Linked DNA regions of Sus scrofa: region 2 is linked to region 1. A link is a contact called in public targeted proximity ligation data. All regions are on one chromosome and are shown on one strand. The core of a region is the stretch at or near the end of the contact, and the rest is flanking DNA. Distances in the headings are between cores, read along the strand shown.

The links.
Region 2: a contact with region 1 is called in a targeted proximity ligation map of skeletal muscle. A contact is called at or near these places in 2 of 47 Hi-C or Micro-C datasets (embryonic fibroblasts and heart right ventricle) and 1 of 2 datasets of targeted methods (skeletal muscle).

Annotation. Positions count from the first base shown.
Region 1 is chr4:85,964,209-85,967,381 of Sscrofa11.1, reverse strand. All of the region lies in intron 2 of PBX1 (pre-B-cell leukemia transcription factor 1), which reads left to right. Among named protein-coding and RNA genes, the nearest start is that of PBX1, 200 kb to the left of the region's middle.
Region 2 is chr4:86,111,438-86,114,610 of Sscrofa11.1, reverse strand. All of the region lies in intron 2 of PBX1 (pre-B-cell leukemia transcription factor 1), which reads left to right. Among named protein-coding and RNA genes, the nearest start is that of PBX1, 57 kb to the left of the region's middle.

The DNA.
Region 1 (3,173 bases), core at 227-2,726:
TTCTAAGGAGCACAGCCTCCAGTCCATAGGTGCTACCCTCCCAAAAACCGAGAGCCAGATTCCCCTTCTAGAACAAGATCTGAGAATAAGACATAGGGGAGAATGCAGAATGGGGAAGGAGGGGGAATTGTTAATTAAGCTCTATTAAATATTAATTGAAATATAAATTCAAAACCTCACCAACTCCTGACAGTTATATAATCTAATTAAGTGATGGGGCCTGTTGCCCCACCGTGTCGTTGGGTGTATGAAGGGAATAAAGTGATCTTCTGTTCACAAACACCATGAGGACTTTATTAATCCAAGGCTTTTGCCCATAAAGTAGATGGGGAAGTTGGCCATAATAATAATTTTATGGAACATCGAAGGATGGAAGGGGCAGTTTGGACCTGGATGGGAGCGCGGTGAATCCGCCGAGGTGCTGTCGGTCCATCATGTAACGTTTTCCCTTTGTCACTGAGACACAGTGGGGGCGGTAGGGAGGTCCTTGTGGGCGCCCTTCCACATTTACAAAAGTCTCTTCTGCACTTGGGACAGAATCCTTAGGACTAGTTTCAATTTTATAAACTGCCTTGGAAGGAAAAATTGTGGGTGCATGTGTAAAATATTGTCTTGACATAAAAGTTTCCAAAGAATGTGTAACTGGAAAGGATTTTGGAGATGACTTTGATTTCTTAATCGCAAACTTGAGTAAGTTTGTGTTTTGCAGTTTTTGTTATGGTAGCTATGGGAAGTGGACTAGAAAAATAACCTGAAAAAAATAACCTGTGTCCTTATAAACACTGAGAAATAAAAGTTGTATCGATGTGACTTCGTTTCATTGAATTATTTTGCAATTTTAAAAACAGGTGGTTCTAAGATTTTTTTTTAGGGTGGCGCAACTCAGTTTTGAACATAATTATCACAAGTGAAATCGGCAACTCCTCATCTTTATGTCAGAAAAGCCCCAAACGACTGCTTCACTCCTTTTCCCCTATGAAAGCACAGTTACGGGAATTCTGCTAGTTCTTTTGTCTTTGCACTTGGTGGTGGTAGTTGTCTCACACTGCTTTGAATTAGGACATCACACCCCCTTGTTTCACATTGGTGCAATGGTCTTCAAGTTTCCGAAATGACCTTAAAAGAGTTCTTAGGAATTAAAATGCATTATTCTGCAAGACCACATTTGACGATGTGGGGTTCTAGAAGCCCTGTTTGTGAGGGACACAGCTCATATGTGGTGTTGACCCCTTTGGTTATTGGATCTTTTTTTTTTTTTTTTTCATTTTTTCATTTTTTGGCCGCCTTACGGCGTATGGAATTTCCAGGCCAGGGATCAGATCCGAGCCACAGTTGCAATGCCGGACCTCTGATCCATTGTGCCGGGCCAGGGATGGAACCTGTGTCCCAGCGCTCCAGAGTCACTGCTGATCCCATTGTGCCACATCAGGAGCTCTTTGGTTCTTGGAAATGAGAGCGGCGGCTCCTCCTCCCCTGGACCACTGGGCTGGGCTTGGGGGCAAAGTGGAACAGAGCTGTGTCATGGAGTGTTCCCTTCCTGCCCGTATGTTAGCAATTTGACCGTGGTCTCTTTTATTTCCCTTTCTCTTTGGGCCTGAGCCATTTCCTAAAGGAATGTGGATAAAGGCTGTCAGTGTTGGGAGCAGGAATAATGCAGTTTGAGTGGTTGTCTCACCGTTGGAGGGGCCAGAGGAGCCTTGAAAGGCCCCTGAGCAGAGAGATTTGTGTCTGGCATGGCAGCGAGGGGCTCGGCATTGCTTGCCTGGGTTTGGTAGATAGCAAATAAGAAACGTGTGTCCCCGTGGCCATCGGAGGTAGGGCTTGGCCAAATGTGTATGTGGGCCAGGCTGTGGGGGGCAGGGGAGGGGTTGGGGTTTGGCTCCCACCTGAGATGCCCGTGTGCTCAACATCCTGCTGCCTCCTTGCCCGTCCGCTCGTGGACAGGATCACGGATTTGTGGTGCTCATGGGGAAAACCAGAGGCTGGGCACCTTTGGAGAACTTGGCAGAGGCATCCCTGTTCACTTTGGAGTGTTTCTTTTCTTGAAGCCCGTGCTGGATCTCGGGTCTGTGCTGCTGACGTTTTAGAACATGAGAAAGAGCCGCGGTAGGAGCCAAGTATCTGCCAGACTGTGTCGGGAGAACCTTTATCATTTCTGTCAGATACATCACAACTCGCTTGTCTTACCATACATCTTCCTAAATGTGACAGAATATTCAGCTGTTATTAATTGAATACTCTCTAATTTAACTGCTTAGCGGGAGAAAGAGTGACTGGTTTGTTTCAACACGTAAAGCTGGCATCAACCTGTATGTGGGTTGTGATGCAGTGGCATTGCCGGGCTTGAAAAAGCCGGGGTGTACTGAGAAATGACTCCCCCTCCTTTTCAGCAGGGGAACGGAATCCAGTTTATTGTTCGAAAACAAATAGAGGGGAGTGTGTGAGAGAGAGAGATCTACATATTAGGATAATGCAGATTGTTTATGGGGATGTTTATTGCGACATTCTTTTGTGATACGTGAGTTGTAGGTGGTGGGACAGCTCCTCCGAAATAGTTTAGCTCACCTGGAAGGCTCGAGGTCACGGTGGCTGTCTCAGATCTGAACGCTTACTCCAAGGCACTTGATTATCCTGTCTTTAGCTTTTCCATCAATAAAATGTAAACAGAGAGCCCTACACATTTCTATGTCAGATTGAATGTGATACTAAGGATTAGAAGCCATCTTAATGCAAGAAATTAAAAGATTAGCATTGAAGGTGAGTTTTGAGAAGCTAAACATCGCTTTTCTCTCCTTGGACCTCTGGTAGGAGAACAAAGGCGAGTCAACAGTGAGTTTCTGCAGCTCCCCTCGGAGAAGCAACAGAAGATTCCAATTCATTGATCTGGGGAGAAACCAACGTGGGAACTATATATCCTGCTAAACTTAGGTGGATTTTAACATGAATTTATGTATGTGTGATGGTAGGGCGTTTTAAAAGGAAGATATAAAAATGCACTCGTGCCACAGTGCTTCTAGGTACATGTCCGACATATTCTTTTCTTAGATAAATAAACTCAAAGCAGGACAATAAGTAGAAGGCAGGCCTGCCTTGAAAGGGACACCCTCTGCATGGAGGTAAAGTGAAACAAAAGGCTGTATCTCCAACTCTGCCATCAAGGTCAGCAGAGTGTG
Region 2 (3,173 bases), core at 456-2,955, 150 kb before region 1:
CCGAGCCGTGTCTGCAACCTACACCACAGCTCACGGCAACGCCAGATTGTTAACCCACTGAGCAAGGGCAGGGACCGAACCCACAACCTCATGGTTCCTAGTCAGATTTGTTAACCACTGCGCCACGACGGGAACTCCTGTTCTCTTTATTTTAAATCCCTGTAGTAGTGGTGTCTTTCCTTATCAGGGGAGAGCCGGTTATATTTCAAAAGATCAATTTCCACATTCCCCAAGCTTCTGTGTGTGTATGGATCCCCTTTCGGCAGGTGATAGCTTTACCTCTGAGGTCCATCTGCATCTCTTGTCTCCTTTTCTCTCTCTCTCTCTCTTTTTTTTTTTCCCCTAATTTTGTATCTGAGATGCTGTTTACTGGCCACAGCACATGCCCCAGGTCCGTGGCACAGCAGGGACTAGAACCCGGATCCCTGGGCTCTGGTGCATTTCTCTTTCCAACAGCCTGTGCTGCCTCCCAGTGGACAGAGCATCTGCAAGGAGGAGAGATGTTAATACCTGATTCTTGTCTAGAAAAAGAATTGTTTGGTGAGTGTTAGCATTTCTTTGGCCTTCCCATTGCCTCAGTTTGTTAAGTGTCAATATCTTACCTCTCTGAGCAAGGCTGAAAAACCCCGTTACCACCTCCCTCCCACCCCCAAATTAGTAGTAGTATTTATAAACCCTTGAAAGCATCCCTTAAAGGTCTAAGAACAGATTCTAAATTAGCTTTCTATTGGGAGAATAATCCCCACGTTGGAGGGACTCAAGAGATAGATGATCAACGCCAGCCCCTAACCTCCTCTGGGGGATGCTGACGTTCACTTGAATCTTGTCCAAGATGACCAGCTCCTCCAGTGCTCACGTTCTCCCTTTTTTCTCTGTTTAACCTTGTACAACTCCAGGGGCAATTTTGGTGCTCTGATGATTTGGAAAAATAAGTGAAAGGTAAGTTCTATCTTCCTTAAAAAAATTACGTCCAAGTGAGTGATGGCTGTGCTCTATTCCTCAGTAATATTTCGATGCTCTTCCTGAAGAATAGTAGAGCTGCCAAAATCAGTAGGGTTTTTACCAAGCTCTGCTTCAGTAATCCTATCACTTGCCTGAAGAATTCATTATACTGAAATAAACACATTAGGAACTCCGTGGTCTTTTCCATCTCTAATATTTATGAAGTACTGAGGCTCCCAGCCAGCAATAGGGAAGCAGGTAATTCCCAGCAATCAGTTAAATAGACGTGGGTTGATTTGGATTGCAAAGTATAGGTGCTTGATTAGCCTCATATCTGGCCATGCATTGTTCTTCAGTCATTCAAGAGCTACCTAATTATGAATATTGAAGTACAAATGTTCCAGCCTTTCACATAAGGCGCTTACCTTTTAATTGGCCATCAGCTTTGTTTTTAGCTTAGATGTATCTCCACTGGGATGCAAATGAAATGGGGAGATAATCATCCAGGAAGCAGAGAAAAGGGTAAAATGATCACGGATGATTAAGTGGCCATAGGGAAATGTTAGGGTTAGGCTAAAGGGAGAGAAACAAAAGAAGGAAACTCACAGGAAACCAGCTCCCTTCACTGCCGCACTGCCAGGCACACCTCTTTTCAAAGCACCTTTTAATTTCCCTCTGCAGCGTTCAGGTGGGGACATCTGGACACGCTCAAGCTGACATCTACCAGCTTGATCACAAACTTGACTCCTCCCTGCCCCTGAACTCTGAGCCAAGCAGAGGGCGGGGTCTTGGATCCTCACCACACAAACTTGGCAGGAAAAAAAAAGACCGTTAAGTGAAGGCTAATTGGAAGCTGCCCCAAACTACACTCCGTTGGAGCTATTTACAATATCTTTCAAGCAGCGGCTTACTAGATTATTCAGTTAAGGGGCTGAGGGTGGGTGGGGGGAGTCCTCAAGGGGATGAAATTGACCTGAAGGACCAGCTGGTTTGGACAGGGCAGTGGATGCTTTTGGAAACTCTTGAAATAGTAGCTCCCACCTGATCTTAATCCTCCGGTACACAGCCTTAGACACTCCCCTTTACAGCCAGAGTGGGACACCTTTTGGGTCATGTGTCTCATTATATTCTCATGAAAGCTATGGCCCTCTCCCCAGAAAAGGAACTTAGATACACACATTTTTGTTTCCCTGTGTAATTTCAGGAAGCTAAGGAACCTCTGAAAGACCATCCATGGATCTTCTAATTTTGTTGGGTTTAAAAAAATCCTGCTTCAGATACAGAGATTGGGCCAGGAAGTTTTCTAGATGCTAGAGAAATAATAGTGTGGGTACCCAGCATGTCTCAGGGAGAGCTCCACCGAACTGTGGCGTTTTGCAGTATTTTGTCGGCATCCTCCCCCTCCTACTCCAGGGTGATTATAGTAAGTTTTGTTTGTGTGATTTTATAGTTTAGAGGGCACTTTGTAAACATCCCATTGAGCGCTCCAAGTGATCCCACAATCCTCTGAGGTTAGCGGGTTTTGTTTTCCCCATCACTGCTTTGTCTGTTACAAGTTCCACTTCTCTCTGAGGCTCCATCCCACCTAAGCGCCTAAGCATGTGTGCTTTGTTGATGGACGGAAAGATGGGGTGTGGGGAGTGGGCGGGGTGGGGGGAGGGGCATGTACTCTGTGAGCACTACCTGGAGAAGTGGAGGCGGGACAGCTGACTTTCTCAGAGAAGAAGTGCCTTCTCTGCATCAACCTCTGGTACTCAGATGAGGACAACTCTTTATTCCTTGTCCTTGGCCAGATGTCTGATTTTATTGATGTTGACTTTGTGATAACTGTTGCAGAGACATGGAGGAAGTTTACTTTAGTTTCATAGATAAGGCAGACCCATTAAATACATATTGTAAAGATCTAGGCAGACTTGTATAGAAAAATGTAGACTACCTTAGAAAAACCTTTGGATTCAAGGCCTTCAAAAACACTCATTTGTATGTAAATACCTAAGAAGCAGGTCTTCAGTTTAGAGGCTGTATTTTGTTTATGTAATTCTAGCTAATCCTAATAATTGTCTCCAGGCAAACATGACAACATTTTTATATCTTTAAAAATAATCTTGGAGTTCAGTTGTGGGCCAGTGGATTAAGAACCTGATGTAGTGTACGTGAGGATACGAGTTTGATTCCCTGGCCTAACTTAGTGGGTTAAGGATCTGGTGTTGCCACAAGCTGTGGCGTAGGTC